Regions from separate parts of the Danio rerio genome. Here region 2 is linked to region 1. The links are chromatin contacts, called in public Hi-C maps. All regions are on one chromosome and are shown on one strand. Each heading gives the region's core, a stretch centred on a gene start, on an enhancer-like site or on the middle of the called end of the contact. The rest is flanking DNA. Distances are from core to core; before and after follow the strand shown. Region 1 overlaps ipcef1 (interaction protein for cytohesin exchange factors 1). Region 2 holds the start of bcl11bb (BCL11 transcription factor B b).

Region 1 (5,861 bases), core at 1,816-4,315:
AGGGGTTTTGGCCATTTCAGGCTGGTTTCCTGCCATTTCCAGCCTGGTCTTAGCTGGTCAGGCTGGGAGATGACCAACTAAAACCAGCTTGACCAGCTTAGCCAGGCTGGGAGCCCAGCCTAAACCAGCTATGTCCAGCTTAAACCAGGCTGGTCAAGCTGGTTTTAGATGGATTTAGCTGGTCATTTTCCAGCCTGACCAGCTAAGACTAGTCTGGAAATCATTCTTATGGCCAAAACCCTTCTAAAACCAGGCTGGTCAACCAGCTAAAACCAGCCAACCAGCCTAGGCTGGTTTAAGCTGGATTTTTCAGCAGGGCGTTATTTGTTCTTGTTAATGTTATATTTCAAACAGGTGATGAGCGTAACACTGAACAACTATACATAGCTGTTCTTTATGTTTTAAGCTAAATGTTTATTCATATTTGTAATTGGGAGTTTGAGACTGTGTTAGAATCCATATGCAGAAGTTTATTTATGGGATTAGACAGAGACATCAATGGGTAAACAAGCAGAAAGAGTTGGCAACATGTAAGCAGTCCAAACCAAACAACAAACGGGCAATTCCTGGAGACATAGTAGTAATTCAAGCAGAGGATCAGTGCAATGATCAGTCCAAAACAGATCAAGATACACAGGGGCAAATTCAGAGGATGTGGTGAAAAGGCAGGCAAAAGTTCAAGGCAACAGTGAGCAGAAAAGGGCAAGAGGGCAAAAACAGATAACGTACTTGATCAAGGTAGGCAGGATCATACACAGTAAAACAGTCATGAAAGTCACCTGGAGTAACGCTTGGTAATGCAGGTAAACTGGCAATACTTGGCAAGGAAGCATGGCCTGAGCTCTTGCTGAAATACAGCACAAACAGGAAGTGACTGCAGAGGGAGCGGAGCTAAGTCAGTAGTTGGATGAGGGCTCCCTCTGCTGGCGTGGCGTTACAATATTGTTCATTCAAGTAAGTCTTTTTTAAAGCCTTTTATGAATATTTTCTAGCTTTATTTATGGTATTAAAATTCATTTTATATGCAATTTTCATTAATCAAAATAAATCAAATTTTAGTCTATATTATGTTAAGCATTCTTCTTATTTTCAGCTGTGTAATCTCTTCAGTCCTTTTGTGAATGAGCATTTATCTAAAATATTGTTTAACTGACACCCACCGGCCACTTTAATAGGTACACCAGTTTATTTAACATGATAATGAGTTTACTTACTCAAATGGCCTCCACAGTCACCAGACCTCAATCCAATAGAGCACCTTTGGGATGTGGTGGAAAGGAAGATTCACATCATGGATGTGCAGCTGATAAATATGCAGCAACTCTGTGATGCTATCATCTCCGAGGAATATTTTCAGTACCTTGTTGAATCTACGCCATGAAGGATTATAGCAGTTCTCAAGGCAAAAGGTGGTCCAACCCGGTACTAGGAAGGTGTACCGGTAATATCACATGGAAAGATAATAACAATATAGTTATTTTCTTCTTTTCTATGAGTCTCTATGCATTGTTTTTTTGTCTCATGTTTTTACTTTGTCATGCCAGAGATACTGCATTGTTTACGTTTTGAGACTTCTTTTTTTTTCTCTCCCTTTCGCAGAAATCTCTATATTTAGTTCTCACATGTCAAATTGGGTTAAGAAAGTGAAAGCGGACTCTTCTCACAGATAAACAAATCATTCTCTTTTCTCAGAATTGCCTTCATTCCTCTCAACAATGATCTTTAGGAAAGGGCTGTCAAGCTGGCGTTAAATAAACTTATGAAGTCAGTTTTCTCACAAAAACAACCACATGTAGGAACTAACAGATTTTATCACAATTACCAGAGCCACCAGCCACAAATATATTAATATTTTGATAATTTGGGTGCAGGGGGGCCAAGCACACCATTGTTTTTCTTGTGAAATTCCCAATAAGCTTGATGCGTCAAATGAACCTCTTCCTATTGAAAAAACAAAAGTTGGATCCAAGATGGCCGACTTTAAAATGGCCACCATGGTCACCACCCATCTTGAAAAGTTTGCCCCTCACATATACTAATGTGCCACAAACAGAACATTATTATCACCAACCATTCCCATTTTATTAAGGTGTATCCATATAAATGGCCCACCCTGTAGAATAAGATCTACTTTATAAGTACTAATATACAGTTAATAAGCAGGTAATAAACCTATTAAATAGTGAGATTTCTTTCACATTTTGAAAGAACCAAAAAAAAAACAGGCATTTTTATTTCCTTTCGCACACTTTCACCATGAATGAATAATCCAAAGAGTAAACATCTATACAGTTGAATCACAGACATTTAAACAAAAATGTACAATACTTAACACACTTGTCTGTACAGGTATTTGTAAAATCCTAAAATATGTACATTTAAAAAAACAAAGACCACGTTAAAAACAGGTCAATTTTAAACTCCTAAAAAGATTTTAGGGGAAAAGTTGAGAAAACGGAGCGTAGATTTCATACAAGAACACAGGGACTTTAAATACATACTGTATGAGGGTGAAAATGATGTAGAAATATTACCGTGACATGTTTTAAAGTCACTAATGTTCCACAAGTTATCATATTTACAATTTTCAACCCCAAAAAAGTCCAAAATCCTATTTAAAACAACGGTTTAACTGGTAAAGCATTACAAACACATCTTATCAAGACAATAAATGATGTGAACAAGCAAATAAATAAGTTTAAAACGATCCCAAATAATCAAAGAGAGGAGTTTGGCTCTGAAATTTAGAGAAAACTGACCAACCATCGTTTTACTTCAGTTCCTCGATGTGTATCTCCAGTGTTGAGGAGTGTTTGTTTGAGTGTGTAACGGTCTTGTGGTCTTCACAGGCTGGTCTCTGTGTAAACGCGTGCAGCAGGGACAGCAGTGTTGGGGCCGTACAGCGACTGGCGCTGCGGTCGAGTCTGAACCATCGGTTTCTCCACATCGCTCTTGTGTTTCTCTCCGATCTCCTGCAGCAGGAGCACATTCGCGTCTCGCCACTGTCTGTATTTAGATCCGTTTAGAGATGGTTCACTCAAAACCTGCTCGATGGCCTGCAGATCGGCCTCCTTAGCCTGAAACCCCACACGAACACACATACAGAGACAGAGAGAATCACATGCTGGTTAGTTTAAGCCAGGGGTCGGCAACCCAAAATGTTGAAAGAGACATATTGGACCAAAACAAACAAAAAACAAATATGTCTAGAGCCGCAAAAAATGTAAAGCCTTATATAAGCCTTATAATGAAGGAAACACATGCTGTATGTATCTATAGTAGCTATTTTAGCCTACTATAAAAATGACTAAGTTGGCTACAAATACATAATGAGCCTTCATGATTCAATAGCCACTGAAATCAGGTGGTTGGTGTTTATTTTGTTGTCATTTAAACACTTCAGCACAGCCTCTGGTCTTTCAGTGGTATTAATTTGATCATTTCTTCTTTCGGCCCATCAGAGTTCACATACCTGCATAAAAGCGCATTGAATATCGGTCACATCACAGGCAATTGAGTATGCTGGCACTGAATTAATGTCCTTGGTTTGCTGATCTGTGATGTTACCTGCCATTTTAATAGCCCTTTCCTTCACTGTCTTAGCGGAGAGAGGTATATCTTTAATTTTTGTTTTATTTTGGTTTTGAAGTCTGCAAATAGGTGTTCTAATATGATGATGAGACTCCTTCATGTAGTCACCATCTGTGAACGGTTTTCCATGCTTTAATATCTCCCGGTTTGTTTACAATAGCCACCTGCCTGGCATCCCGCCCTGCTGATGGAAACCTGTGTCGCAGGCTATGACGCAAATCTTCGTTGACAGAAATGTTGAAATTAAATATTAATTCTACACACTTTTACAGCATTTGAAAACGTTAAAAGTGTGTGTCCTCCTATAGAAATCATATTAAAACAAAAATATATACTAACCTTCCCCATCTTTTTGAACATTTTTGAAAAAGCTCCAGGGAGCCAAAAGGGCAGAGCTAAAGAGCCGCATGCGGCTCTAGAGCCGGGGGTTGCTGACCCCTGGTTTAAGCCAAGCATGGTTTTGGTTCATCAATGCTGCCATCTAGTGTCTGTAGACTTGCTGGAAATAAAAATTGTAGCTTGCACCATGTATATATTTTTTTTGTATTTTGACATGTATGGTTGTGAAGCAACATAAGGTGATCAAACACATTTTGGAGAAAAAAAACACACTCAGGTTTAAAGGGATAGTTCTAAGTTCTAAGTGGTTCTAAGTTGTTCATGCATTTAAAACCAAAAAGTTAACTCAACTTTAAATTATAAGGCAGCTTACAGCAGAGCTTTTTTTTAGTTGACTCAACTTAAATAGAGTCAAGTGGAGTACTTGGGTTAAAAGTTGAATCAATTCAAAGAAGCTGTACAGCAAGTTTAGTCAATTTCTTTTTACAATGCAAAATTTTTTTGCATTGTTTCTAGGCCAAATATTAAAAAATATCTTAAATAAAGCAGCATTTTTTAGACAAGCAAGCAAAATTGTCTTGTTTTAAGAAATAATATTGCAAAATTAAACAGGTTTTCCCTTAAAATAAGCAAGATAATCTTGTTTTTCCTGTTGACATACCATTATTTTGCTTACCTGGCTTGTTTTAGGGGAAAACTCAATTTTCACATATTGTTTTCTTTAAGAAAAAGACATTATGCTTTGCTTGTCTAGAACACAAGACTAGAAATTAAACTAGAAACCAGAAGATTTTCTTTGCACACTTTACAATCTACAGTGCATCTGGAAAGTATTGGTAGCTCTTCACTTTTTCCACTCATGTTTATGTTACAGCCTTATTACAAAACGGATTAAACTCATTTATTTCTTCTAAATTCTGCACACAATATCCCATAATGACAACGTGAAAAGAGTTTTTGAAATTGTTACAAATTTATCAAAAATAAAAAACCCTGAAAAATCACATGTACATCAGTATTCAGCTGCGTTTGACTGTACTGACTGGACTTGATAATCACATTTCTTATGTAAGTGTTTGTGTTTTATGCAATAAAAAGTCTAATATCATTTCTTTGCCGTTTAAAATATTTAGTGTTTTTTTTTTATATGACAGCTGGTTAGAAAAACTTGTTTTATGTTTTGTGACTGAAAAATCAGGATCTTGTTCCACCAAATATTGCTTTAACACTTTTAAAGTGAAAGCACTGATACTGTGTTGTTCAAAAACAATGAAGTCATCAGCTGAACACGGAAACAATACAAAAAAATAATAAAAATTCAGAAAAACTCAACATTTTACTGGTTGCCTGTTTTAATAGTTTTTCTTCATATTTTCCTTTTATCTTTTTTGTTGCTGTTGTTTAAAACACATGCACATGTACACACCGAATAAGTATGTAGTATTTCTATTCTTAAATGTTATGATTGACCAATCAGAATCAAGTATTCCAGAGAGTTGCATATCAATATACAGTTGGAAGTCAGAATTATTAGCCTTTTTTCCTTTTTTAAATATTTCCCAAATGATGTTTAGAGCAAGGAAATTTTCACAGTATGCCTGATAGTATTTTTTCTTCTGGAGAAAGTCTTATTTGTTTAATTGTTGCAACAATAAAACCAGTTTTTAATTTTTTAAATCCATTTTAAGGTCAAAATTATTTGGCCCTTTAAGCTTTATTTTTTTCCAATAGTGTACAGAACAAACCATCGTTATACGTTAACTTGCCTAATTACCCTAACCTGCCTAGTTAACCTAATTAACCCAGTTAAGACTTTAAATGTCACTTTAAGCTGTATAGAAGTGTCTTGAAAAATATCTAGTCAAATATTTTTTACTGTCAACATGGCAAAGATAAAATAAATCAGTTATTATAAATGAGTTATTAAAACT
Region 2 (5,861 bases), core at 2,453-4,952, 130 kb before region 1:
CTTTAGCCAGTTATGCGGCACTGGTGGTATTTCTTCGGCCCAGACAAATGAATGAGAGGCTGAAGTGGCCCATCTGTACGATGGCAAAGAGGGACCAAAAATTCTAATTCATATATGGGCCATTTTAAGGATTTGGCACTTATGGCAGAATGTAATCTGAATGTGAGCCTAATATTGCCCATGTGGAAAATGATACATTTGGCTTAAATGATGGAGGACAAATGTGGGCCGCAGTTGGAAAAATGTGGCATAGTCATTTAAGGGTAATCTGGGTCTAAACCTAAAGTGGGTCACACTTGTAGGTACAAATGTGGCCCAGTTATCTTAAGACATATATGGGCCACTTTTGGCAAATATTTGGCACAGTAAGCTCTGGCTAATGCGGCCGTGAGCCTAATGTGGCCCAGAGAAAATATTTTAAAAATTGGCCCAGTTATTTTAAAACATATGTGGACCAATTTGGCAAATATTCAGCACAGTAAACTCTGGCTAATGTAGCCGTCAGCCTATAGTGGCCCAGAGATGATTTGGAAAAGGTGGCCCAGTTATCCTAAACATATGTGGGCCACTTTTGGCAAATATTTGGCACAGTTAGCTCTGGGTAATATGGGCTGTGAGCCTAAAGTGGTCCAGAGAATATATGGCAAATGTGGCCCAGTTATCCTAAAACATATGTGGGCCACTTTTGGCGAATATTCGGCACAGTAAGCTCTGGCTAATGTGGATTTGAGCCTATAGTGGCCCAGAGAATATATGGCAAATGTGGCCCAGTTATCTTAAAAAAAATGTGGGCCACTTTTGGCAAATATTTGGCACAGTTAGCTCTGGGTAATGTGGCTGTGAGCCTAAAGTGGTCCAGAGGAGATATAGCAAATGTGGCCCAGTTATCTTAAAACATATGTGGACCACATAGACTAAATTCACCATCATGGAGAAAAGTGTTTGCTTTAGTTGGGCTCATAGCCCTGAACCTCTTAATATACATTTTCTTTTTGCTGTAACTTTTAAGAACTTTGCTTTACAAACTTTATTAAATTAAAGTAAACAAGCCAAATAATAAAAAGAACTATAAAATTAAGTGAGGCACAACCTGTGATGAAATAATATATGTCACTGATGTTAACCAATGTTTAATTCAATATTAGAATTAAAAGTATTAGAAGTTTTTTGAGCCCATCATTCAGTTTTTTTATTTACTTCTGTAAATGTGTTTAAAGAATTCCTCCTCTCCACCTCCGTTTGTGCACATAATTTGCCTGTGCTGTGCTAATTTCATTCATTCATTCATTCATTTTCTTTTCAGCTTAGTCCTTTTATTAATCAGGGGTCACCACAGCGGAATGAACCACCAACTTATCCAGCATATGTTTTACACAGCGGATGCCCTTCCAGCTGCAACCCATCACTGGAAAACACCCATACACTCTAATTCGCACACATACACTACGGACAATTTAGCCTACCCAATTCACCTGTACCGCATGTGTTTGGACTGTGGGGGAAACCAGTGCACCCGGAGGAAACCCACGCAAATGCGGGGAGAACATGCAAACTCCACACGGAAATGCCAACCGACCCTGCCAAGGCTTGAACCAGCGACCTTCTTGCTGTAAGGCTAATTACATTCAATATTTATTTTTATTATGCAGATTCAGCTATATAGCTGAAAAGTGTTCACTGTTTTCTCCCATTTCATGGTTTGATGCAGATTAAATATTAATAAGAATTACTTGTTTTATTGTGGAATTTATCTGAGATTACCTGCTTTGGTAAAAGAGAATGGAAGTCTACATCATGGTTGCCATGTTTTACATTCACATTTGAAAACATTGAACTCGGTTTTCATATGCTTTTGGTCTACACCACTTACCTTAGTCAGTTGAGATTGTGTTAAAATAAAAGTATAAAATGAGATAATACAAGGTACCTATTAAAATGATCACACAATTCTATCAAAGGGCAAAGCAGTGGCGCAGTAGGTAGTCCTGTCACCTCACAGCAAGAAGGTCGCTGGTTCGAGCCTCGGCTCAGTTTGCGTTTCTGTATGGAGCTTGCATGTTCTCCCTGCCTTCGCGTGGGTTTCCTCCGGGTGCTCCGGTTTCCCCCACAGTCCAAACACATGCGGTACAGGTGAATTGGGTAGGCTAAATTGACCGTAGTGTACGAGTGTGTGTGTGTGAATGTGTGTGTGGATGCTTCTCAGAGATGGAAGGGCATCCGCTGCGTAAAAACTTGCTGGATAAGTTGGTGGTTGATTCCGCTGTGGCGACCCCGGATTAATAAAGGGACTAAGCCGACAAGAAAATGAATGAATGAATGAATGAATGAATGAATTCTATCAAACTGTAATTTAAATAAATGAGCAATTCCATGCAAATGTCAACCTTACCATGACAAAAAAAAAGTTTTCACCAAAATACGGACACCGTTTCTAAGTTTTTTGGGCAAGTAAGTATTTAACAGTACTTTAGAAATAGTCAAAAATGTCTCTATTTTTCAAGTTTTCAAATTATTATAATTGATTTATCAAAGTCACACAAGTGGCAATTTCACATCGGTCACATCCACAACGGAGAGATGTCACATCCATAATGACACTTTTTCCTTGTAGATGAAAAAATATTCAATTAAATAAAGTTAATAATTTATGCTATATAGAGAGACATCTTTTATACATTTGATTAGCATTATTGCTTTCGGGTTGTGCAGTTTAATTCACAGAATTTCAACAAAGCATGTTGTATACTGCGAACCCGCATACTTTTTTGGTCACATCCATGACGTATGTTTATTTTGCTCATTTAAAGTATAAAACATGTTTACAGAATGATATTTCTCTAGTCCCTTATCACTGTGGTTAGTCGTTCTGAAAATTATAAACAGATGGTTCAATATAATGTTAACATTTACTGTCTATGTGAAGTTATGTTTTTAGTTTTTACTGCAAATGTCACATCCATAGTGCTGGAATTGCTCAAATATATCTTAGAAATACATTTACTCTTTATCTTATTTCTATTAAATTAAAAAAATAATAAAAAGTTTATTCTTTCATTATTGTGTTTTAGACATTTCCTTATTATTTGCTCCATATTTTTTTCTAGGTCATAATGTTCTCATTTTCCTGTCTGGTGTTTCATTTTATACAAAGAACTGAAGAGTTGTATTTCCAACTCTTAAGTCTTCATATGATTTATTTATTTCCATTGCTCCTTATTATTCTATAGAGGTAAAGCTGGTTTTATATTGGCACATTCAGACTTTCTCCTTAATTATAGCTATCATTTCAGAAAAGTATTACTAGCAAATTCTAAATATAGTGAAATCATATTCGCAGCCAATAAATATCAAAGTACAACATTGTTTACAGTGAACTAAATAGTGGTGATGTTGTTTTCAAGTCACATTCACATGTGATTCAGACCCATATTCAAATTAGCATATAGATAATATAGGGATCGTTAAATGAAGGAATGTGCGAATATAAAACCAACTTTACCTCAATTCTTCCTTTACTCACCTTTCTTTGGGTGATGTAAACCATCTTCCTCCATCCTGTCCGCCATCAATTTTTTCACCAGGTGTTTGATTAGCTTCACCCCACTCTTGCAAATGTGTTTTGGTGTTTTTGGTACAAAAAATGTATAAATGTGCAGAAAATCTGCCTTATCAAGGAAATTAGGAATGAAGAAATGTATAGGCAATTATATTTAGCAATTATTTAAATATAAGAACAGGCTGAGCAATTAATGCGCGTCACAAATGCGTCATCACGATCGTTTTTTCACCAACTAAGCCTACAATGAGTCCACATTAGACGTCTTCAAACTCTGCTCAGCTTCCCCCAGAAAAAAAAAATGTTGTATTTCGTGTGTGTGGACTACAGGTAAAGGTGGAACAAATGCTTTCATATTTCTCTGGTATAATTGAAACGCACTGTAACGCTGTGATAATCTGAAATTGGTATGGATAACAACAGCCGTGCGCCATCCTGCTGTTTTAGTCACTCAGCATCCAAGTTTAAACACTAGTGTTTCTTACAGTCTACGTTTTAAACATTTGGATACAAACTTGGACTCGTTAATGAATATTGATGGGAGATATGAAAGTTATTAGAAGTCCGAAACAGCTGAATCAAATGATTTGTAAAATGACTCTTTTGAAGTGTTTGAAACACCGTGTGGTTTGTCGACATCTGCAGGTTAAAACTGTGTAAATGCAACCAAAGCTGAACCCAATGTCTAGCAGCAGTAACTACTTGATAACATTTTCAAACGTTACTGATTATTTTTCTCATTTTACCTGCAGACCTGATGCTGAATACTGTCGGATGGGCTTTGAATTATGTAAGTAGCCTAACACAACTTAAAATCTCGAACATTTGGGGAGATGTAAACAATGGTCAAAAGGGAAACACAAAAGGGAACGTTGGTCCCCACGTAACGTTATTTCCTGTTTAACATTTTTAATTTCTATAGCTTCCGAGAATCCAAAAAGAGCCACATATTGATAAATAATGTTATGATAGCTGTAACATTAAGTTATGATTGAAAAAACAACTACTACAGTATGGTTACAGGTTCCAAGCTTTCTTGTTTCTTTGAAAAAAGTAAATGATGACAGAATTTATATTTTTGGACAAGAGCAAGACTCAAACGTTGAACAGTTATTAGCCCTTACCTGTAATTATTTTTTAAATAATATTTCCTAAATGGTGTTTAAAAGAGTAAGGAAATTTTCACTGTATGTCTGATCATATTTTTTCCTCTGGAGAAAGTCTTATTTGTTTTATTTCAGTTGGAATAAAAGCAGATTTAAATTTTTTATGGATCATTTTAAGGACAAAATTATTAGCCCCTTTAAGCTAAACTTTTTATCAGTAGTCTACAGAACAAACCATCATTATACAATAACTTGCCTAATTAACCTAACCTGCCTAGTTAACCTAATTAACCTAGTTAAGCCTTTAAATGCCACTTTAAGCTGTACAGAAGTGTCTTGAAAAAATATCTAGTCAAATATTATTGGCAAAGATAAAATAATCATGGCAAAGATAAAATATATCCGTTAATAGAAATGAGTTATTAAAATAAATATATATATATATATATATATATATATATATATATATATATATATATATATAAACGATAAACATACGATAAAGATAATACAGTGCTATTTAACATTTGATCAACCAATTTGTGCCTGAATACTATAGACTTCCGGAAAACCATGCTCTTCTTTTTTTTTTTTTTTTTTTTTTTTAAATGTCTATCTTTGTTCTGTATTTGTCAATGCTTGTGGTTGATTTATTGTATTTTATTTAGATGCACTCCCCTAAAAACCATCCCAGTCAATCTGAAATTATGAACTCTTTCCAAATAAAGCCATTCATTTCATCTAGTGAAAATATACTCAATCGATCCATGTATCGCAGAAAAATAATACAATGTCAGTTTTTTTACTTTTTATTTTTGACCAGACAAATGTGACTTTTTATTATTGATTATCCTACTTAACATCGAACTGACTAGCAGCTGCAAAACATACTTTAACACTCTGTCACAATAAATTCAAGTTTAATTTTTCTTCAGTTTAATTGATTAGATTATCTTATTGACTATGTTCTGGCCTGCTGTCTAGTGGCAAATATCTTTTTTAACCCATTGTCGGATTTGCGGTATTTTCCAATGCCTGTTATAAAGGCAGTATGAGATTTACCTGGGAAGAAATAAAGAGCGCAATAACGTGCTTTGTGCTATATTTGTTCTGATTTTATTTAATTTTTATTACATTTTATGCTCTCATTTCCTGTACTTTTTATCTCAGTGAAGGGACTGAAACATGAATATGAATGG

The links. A called contact is a pair of places that touch in the nucleus more often than the background predicts.
Region 2: a contact with region 1 is called in a Hi-C map of an unstated tissue, with 2.7 times the contacts expected there. The contact joins the promoter of bcl11bb here to the enhancer-like site in region 1. A contact is called at or near these places in 2 of 18 Hi-C or Micro-C datasets (caudal fin and an unstated tissue).

Annotation. Positions count from the first base shown.
Region 1 is chr20:4,409,960-4,415,820 of GRCz12tu, reverse strand. It overlaps ipcef1 (interaction protein for cytohesin exchange factors 1), which reads right to left. Exons shown (of 9, transcript NM_001076758.1): 9 at 2,288-3,077. The coding sequence ends at 2,844. Among named protein-coding and RNA genes, the nearest start is that of tiam2b, 18 kb to the left of the region's middle. Within about 2 kb of position 3,065, at least 18 of the 62 cell types and tissues checked have an H3K27ac peak or open chromatin away from gene starts, as enhancers often do.
Region 2 is chr20:4,538,540-4,544,400 of GRCz12tu, reverse strand. It overlaps bcl11bb (BCL11 transcription factor B b), which reads right to left and starts at 3,702. Exons shown (of 3, transcript XM_073934038.1): 1 at 3,521-3,702. The coding sequence starts at 3,566. LOC137488609 (a long non-coding RNA gene) reads left to right here and starts at 3,775. Exons shown (of 10, transcript XR_012396325.1): 1 at 3,775-3,886; 2 at 4,309-4,346.